2 separate regions of the Nomascus leucogenys genome follow, and region 1 is linked to region 2. The links are chromatin contacts, called in public Hi-C maps. All regions are on one chromosome and are shown on one strand. The core of a region is the stretch at or near the end of the contact, and the rest is flanking DNA. Distances in the headings are between cores, read along the strand shown. Region 1 overlaps SZT2 (KICSTOR complex protein SZT2). Region 2 overlaps CFAP57 (cilia- and flagella-associated protein 57).

Region 1 (3,285 bases), core at 208-2,707, 190 kb before region 2:
CTGCTGCCTGTGCCAAATCGGGGAGGAAGGCTGCATGGGAGTCAGGGAGCCGGTGACAAAGCACTACTGCTTCTCAGGTGCTTAGATACTACCTTGCACAGTCATTCCCCTGGACTGGAAGGTCCTTGTTTATAGGGATTTGGTCTGTGTACCCTCTTATCCATCATTCAAGTATAATCCTAACCTGGATTCAGAAGCTAGGATAGCTTGTTCCCGAGGCTCAGCACCCTCCTCCATGCTGCTGCTGAAGGGCCCAGGGCTGAGAGGCCCAGGACTTGGGGGTACATGAGGCAAACCCCAAGTGTGGCCACACAATGCAAGGAGAAATGGGGTGATGTCTATTTCTTGTAGTAGCTCCTCACAGGCATCTACTGCTGTCAGCAAATCCTGGGAGGTCACACTCTGTGCTTGCTGCAAGCTGCGGAATAGCCCTGATGGAAGTGGAAGGGGCCATGAGGCTCAAGCTCTGGAATGGCCTCTCCAGTCCCCACCCTGTAATCCCTGTATCTCCCCCAGGGCCCCACTCCTCCCTCCCACGGCCCTCCTGCTCACCACGGACATAGCACCGCTGTGCATGCTCCTGCAGCAGGGCACAGTGGTTAGCTGCCTCCTTGTACCGGGGTTCCATCCAGGCTGAGGATGGGGAGGGGTGGTCGAGGAACTGAGTCCTAGGAAGGGGAGGGAAAATGGAACTTGACCAACTCCCTTAAGTGATACCTCAGACTCATTAGCCATCCACACTCCAATGGATCATCTACAGACACATATCAAGTGTATTCATGGCCTAGCAAGTTCAAGGGTTTGCTGAGGGAAATCAAGCAAGGAGCCAGCAGGATATGGTAGCAACTTACCTGCCCATGCCTGTTAGTGTGTACTTACTTCTTGGTTGGGAGCCATGGCCCGGCGAGGACACAGGTCAACAATGAAGGCACTCACCGGAAGATGAGATCTCGGGGCGCCTGAGGGGGCTGCATGCCAACCATTTGTTCCCTCAGCGCTTCCAGTGAACAGTTGTAGATGTAGACAGGACACCGGGTCCGGGGCCCATCTGCACTCTCTGTCTGGGAAGCCTGACGCCCAGCGTAAGCCTGTAAGTCTCGACGGAAGGGTGGGCTTAGCTCTCCTTGATTCTGGGCGTTGTCTGTGAAGAAAAGGTGTCACGTGGTCTTCCAGCCCTATCTGTTTCCCACTCCCACTCCTGCCCACCTTGAGTCGGCAGCCTTACCACTAGCCAGAGTCACACTGAGGACAGGGACTTGGGACTTTGTAGCTTTGACCCCAGTTCCTCCTAGATCTTTCAGACTGGGAGCCCCACTCCAATCCCCAAACTTAGGCTTTGTCTCCTCTTGAGGGTGTCCCTCCAGGCCACAGGCAGCCAGACGCTGGACATCTGAAGAGGATTAGACATAAATCAGAGCTGCCTGGTGGGCCAGTGAGGGAGCTCAGGGGTTTGTATCTGAGGGGGTTCGTGAGGAGGTCAGCAGCTGGCACCTGAGAAGGTAGCTGGGAGAAAAGTCAGAAACACATGCTGGGGGTTCACAAGCCTTGCATAGCAGCGCCACTGAGGGGGCTGGGCAGAGATGAGAGGCTTGAGAGTTTCAGGAAGACCTACACTCTGTAAGAGAAAAACAGAAATTAGAGCAATCTATAAGGGAATGTCCAACCCCTGTTCCCCTCCTCCACCCTAGAGCTGACTCATCTTAGGTATAGCTTGAAAGATCCAGGACAATGGAAAATGACGGCATTGTGTCATTGGCAGATGCCATTTAGTCTCAAGGGCGATAGAAGGTTGGGGCCTGAAGATGTGGTGCTGGAAGGAGGTCAGTGTGACAAGGGCTCAGGGAGAAGAATCGGTGCTAACCAGGGAAGTAAAAGTGGAGTCTCCTGTGGCCTGGGTGCTGCCGACTGCTTGCTCCTTCGGGATCCCATGAACCCCCAGCAGTGGCCCCTCGGCACCTACAATGGGGGTAGAGATGGGTGAAAGAGGGCAGGGCCAGCAGAGAGGCAGGACTCTGGGTTGAAGAAAGGGGGAGGAAAGGGAAAGCCAAAACTCAAAGACAGAAACCACCCTGTGAGGGTGGGGGAAAAGGGCTGGGCCAGGTCTGGTGTCAGGAGGATGTGGGGAACTCACCTGGAACGTGGCAGGTCCGCCGCAGCACCTCACTCAAGAAGGCAGCCTGGTCAACGGGGGTCAGTGGGATCTCCCGGTCACTCAGCTCCTGCCCCAGGCAGCTGTGCAGCAGGCACAGCACCATGTCGTTGGCGGGACAGGACCCCTCGGCGAAAGGGACACCCTCTGGCTCTGCCCGACACACACTCTGCTCAGCACCAAGAGCCTCCTGTTGCCCGGTGCCCCCGGCTCAGCCCTGACCAGCAAGGCCCCTCCTTCAGCCTCATGGGCTCCTCCTGCCCCCGCCACTCATCTGCTCACTTGCTGACCCATCTGTTTGTTATTCTGTAATACTTCCAGGCTTGCTGGCCCTTTAGGTGTGGGGTGAAAGGGTACCAGGTTCACCTACCTCTGGCAAGCAAGAAGAAGAACATCTGGAGCTGCTGGCACTGTGGCAGCAATCCCATTAGGTCAAAATGGAAAGGGATCTCATGGACACAGGTGTCTCCTCCCTGATCCAATCCTACGAGGGAGGAAAGACAGGACACAGTGAGACCCAGATTACCCTACCCATTCCCCTGCTCCACCAGTGGGCCGCCTGCCCCACTCACCATCAGAGACCCTCGGCTCTGGGGGCAGAGGACCCCATTCCTTGCTCTGGCACAGCTGTATCAGGTATTCAAAGCTCAGCATGGAGCCTATGCAGGCAGCATCCCGTGGGTGGAGCTACAGGAAGAACATCAGAGGTCAGGAGTCAACCCCTCTTAGCCCAGGATACCCTGGGTTCCAGCTCTTCAGGAAGCTTCAACAGTCCCAGCCATTCAGAGGGACCAGGAAGCCCATAGACTGCAGTACTCCAAAAGAGATGGCACCCCAATCCAGTGAGAGAGGTGCGGGTACTGTTCTGAGGACACTCACAGCTTGCGGGATCTCAGAATATGTGAGGTCCTGGAGGTGCTTCCAGCTTCCAGGGCCAGGTCCCACTCGCCCATACTGTGGCTCCACCCACACCTCAGTGACCAGATTGAGCTCTGAGTCTCCCTCCAGGGCCTCCACTTCCACATCATTGTCATCATCTGTCGAGAAGCTAAAGGAGGAAGGGCTCTGAGTCCAATGCACAGCCTCATGGCAGGGAGTGAACCTCATGGAGGGAAGGAGGCAGGCACAGAGGACAG
Region 2 (3,715 bases), core at 836-3,335:
GTGGTGGCTACGGAGTCAGAGCCCAGAGAACAGGATGGTCTTAAGCACTGTTCTCCCTGAGCTGTGACAAACGGTCCTCTGCTGTGGGGAGGTACCTGTGGAGCCCAGGAGGGAGCAGGGGTCGGGCTAGAGACACCGCAATGATTCTTTTCCTCCAGAAATGCTTCATCTAAAGCACAGATCTACATCTTTAGACTTCCAGTGTATTACTTAAGTCCAGTATTCCTTACTATACAGTTTGGATGTTGGTCTCCTCAAAATCTCCTGTTGAAAATTGATCCCCAGTGTTGGAGGTGGGGCCTAGAGGGAGGTATTTGGGTCATGGGAGCAGATTCCTCATGAAGGGCTTGGTGCCATCCTTGCGGTCATGAGTGAGTGCTTGTTCTATTCGTTCCTGCAAGAACTAGTTGTTTGAAAAGAACCTGGCCCCGGCTGGGCGCGGTGGCTCACACCTGTAATCCCGGCACTTTGGGAGGCTGAGGCAGACGGATCACGAGGTCAGGAGATCAAGACCATCCTGGCTAACATGGTGAAAACCCATCTCCGCTAAAAATACAAACAATTAGCCAGGCGGGGTGGTGGATGCCTGTAGTCCCAGCTACTCGGGAGGCTGAGGCAGGAGAATGGCATGAACCCAGGAGGTGGAGCTTGCAGTGAGCTGAGATCATGCCACTGCGCTCCAGCCTGGGCGACAGAGCAAGACTGGCCCCTTCTCTTCTCCTACTCCCTCTTTCGCCATCTGACATGCCTGCTTCTCTTGTGCCTTCCATCATGAGTAAAAGCTTCCCGAGGTCTTGACCAGAAGCAATGCTGGTGCCATGCTTCCTGTACAGCCCTCAGAACTGTGAGCCAAATAAACCTCTCTTCTTTATAAATTACCCAGCCTCAGGTATTCCTTTATAGTAATGAAATTCTCTCTCTCGGATGAAATGCCCAGTCCTCATTGTCAACCCCTCATTCTTCATGCTAGAATTTGTACTTGTGTTTCTGAATCAGATGTTTTCTCCATTGAATGCTTTACCCTTTTAACCAACCCAGGCCTTGGTGATTGTAGTGTGATGGGTCCCCCACCAGGTTACCTAAGGGTGTATATTCACTGTCTGAACCCTCAAGGCCAGGCAATTAATCAAGGCCATGGTGCCCAGCTGTGGAGCAGGTGTCCCTGAGAATCCGAACATCCTAGAAGATATCTGAAAACCTACTAAGGAAAACAGTCCCATGGCACATACACAGTAGGTGAAGAGCCAGAAAATTAGCTTAAAAGCAGCATAGAGATGTGAGGCAAAGCAGGTCTCTAGAGCTGTCCTGCTGCTGCCGAGGAGTGCCCCACATGGAAGACCTAAATAAACTCATCTACTCACCAAGCTGGACTTGTCATTCTTTGGTGTCCCCAGTTTGGGAGGGAGAGTGGGGAACATTACAGTTCCAAATTGTCTAATAACAGTGATAGGTTTCCCGCATTTCCTTTCCAGATGCTGCCTGGTAAAACTCTGCTAGATCCTCCCATGGACCTTCTCCTTGCAGACTTTATATCATGACATGATCAATTCAATACATATTTATTGGGTTATGGACCTTGGACCCTGCCTTGCGTGTTAGAGGTGCTCAATAAATATTTGTGAAATGGATGAGAAAATGAATAACTAATGCAGTGGATACCAAACCGAATAAGATGAGATTCTTACTAATAAGGAAGTTACAAACCAAGGGATAAGGGACAGGTGAAAGAGACCAGAACAGAAGGGAAGGTCTTAGAGCCACAGGGGAAGCTTGCTCGCTTAAGGTCTCTCTCCATTTCTCCTTTCAGTAGGCCTCGCTAAGCTTCACTTCTCCTGATCCTCATTAAAGAACTCAATAATAATCATCAGAATAAGCACTAGAAACTGAAAGCACAATTCGAGTTCTCTCACAGTTTGCATCTTTAGTCACTTCCTCTTTTTGGTCATCTCCATCCATTCTGTCACTGAGTCCTGTTGATTTTGTGTCTGAGCTGATTCTGATGTTCATCCTACCTGCTGGTTTGTCACCAGCTCTCAGTGCTCTTCCTTGTTCTGCTGTAAAGGCCCCCCGGCAAGTGGAGCCCTGCCCTGGCTTCTCCCCACCCCCTCCACCCTCTACAGCCCTGTCACTGTGATTGGGATTTCTGGCTTCTGGTACCTGTTGGTGTGAATGCCTGTTCCTGATCCCCCCTGCCAACCTCTGACATCTTCATGATGCTCCCTTACCTAAATGGGTCTGCAGGGCTTGATCCTTGTTGGAGTATGATTGAGGCCCACCACTCAGTGCAGCCTGACTCTCTTGTTCTGTTCGTTCATTCATTCATTCATTCATTCATTCATTCACTTATTCATTTAAGAAAAGTAATCTAAGAACCAGTTCCTGAAAGCTTACTCTGGTCACTGGGCCAGACGTGGGAGGTCCCGCTTGGCTCCACTGCAGAGCTGCCATGAGAGGCTGAAGCAGGGGCCCAACCCAGAGTGAGGAGGGCTCCCAGGGGAGACAGAGGAGAAGAGTGTTCCAGGCCCAGAGCCAGGAGGCGGCAAGCAGAATCTAAGGCAGGAAGAGCTTGATGATAACGATAATAAGAGTAACCACAATTGCAAGGGTTGATTGGATCACTGCAAATGTATCAGACAGCATGCATACAGTCCCTCAGTTCATCCTTACCCCAACCTTGTGAGGAAACTGAGGCCGTATCTCAGTGGTAGAGCTGGGGTCTGAACCTTGTCGTGCCTCCATCCAGAGTGCCCTGTTCCTCCATGACTACTGCTTTCCAGGCTCTGCTGTCCCCCCTCACATTTATGTCACCTCCATTCCAATACCTCACATAGAATGATGGCCAAGGATACTCCCAATAAGTATAAGTTGGGCTACCCGCAAAATGTTTTCTGGGATGGCCTGTGTTCTGAGGGGTCCCGAGGTCACATTGAGGTCAACCGTTTATGCTTTGGATGGCTTTGTGAATTAAAAATGTGAATGCAATGGGTTTGCTGAGCCTTCTCTTCCTGATCTCTCCCTGGTCAGTTTGACCTCCAAAATCCCCTCCAATCCTCCAGACCCCCACCCAGGTCTACACAGCTGCAGAGGAAATCTGACCTGGGGTCCACCAACGTGCCAAGTCTTGCGGGATGTGAAACTGTTTATGTAAAAAGCTTTCTAAGCAAAAGGGCTCTGCCAAGCTGTCCAGGACTGCCTTTGGCCTTTGGAACTGACTGATGACCCTGGCAGGTCTTTCCGACCTCCGTATTGAGCAGAGAAGAGAAGGGAATGCCTACAGCACCCCCTAATGGCATGGCCTGAGTCGATGCCTTTAGAATATGGCAGTACCTCACAGCCTGGAAAAAGCAGGCAACAGATTTATTCCATGGACTTGGAATCCTTGCATCAGTGACATCTTTCTGGAACCCACAGTTAGTGGGCTCACCATCTGCCTAACTGCACAAATGAGCCATCCTGGAATCCTTCTCCGTTCTTTCAACCTTCCTCCCATGTCTAACCTGACATTTCTATTTGTCGTTTCTACTCTGAAATGCCTTTTGACGCCACAACTTTCCCCTTTCCAAGTCCTCTGCATCTACCCTTAACACGGCAGTCATTTCCTAACGGGTTTTTCTGCCACCTGCCTCTTTCCCCACCAGTCTTCCCACCTTGCCAATGGAGTGTTTTGTCTTTTCAAAACAAAGACACCCCTACCTAAGAAGCCTTGGGTGGAGAC

What was found. A called contact is a pair of places that touch in the nucleus more often than the background predicts.
Region 1: a Hi-C map of a lymphoblastoid cell line shows a contact between it and region 2, with 2.8 times the contacts expected there. The contact joins two enhancer-like sites. A contact is called at or near these places in 2 of 4 Hi-C or Micro-C datasets (a lymphoblastoid cell line and an unstated tissue).

The regions. Positions count from the first base shown.
Region 1 is chr12:12,423,318-12,426,602 of Asia_NLE_v1, reverse strand. SZT2 (KICSTOR complex protein SZT2) reads right to left here. Exons shown (of 69, transcript XM_030823675.1): 16 at 3,029-3,197; 17 at 2,722-2,836; 18 at 2,520-2,633; 19 at 2,132-2,302; 20 at 1,862-1,956; 21 at 1,492-1,615; 22 at 1,226-1,390; 23 at 937-1,141; 24 at 553-668; 25 at 185-431. Among named protein-coding and RNA genes, the nearest start is that of HYI, 27 kb to the left of the region's middle. Within about 2 kb of position 1,457, the one cell type or tissue checked has an H3K27ac peak away from gene starts, as active enhancers do. A contact at or near this core is called in a lymphoblastoid cell line, where this site is marked.
Region 2 is chr12:12,233,796-12,237,510 of Asia_NLE_v1, reverse strand. The region is part of intron 21 of CFAP57 (cilia- and flagella-associated protein 57); the gene reads right to left. Among named protein-coding and RNA genes, the nearest start is that of EBNA1BP2, 25 kb to the right of the region's middle. Within about 2 kb of position 2,085, the one cell type or tissue checked has an H3K27ac peak away from gene starts, as active enhancers do. A contact at or near this core is called in a lymphoblastoid cell line, where this site is marked.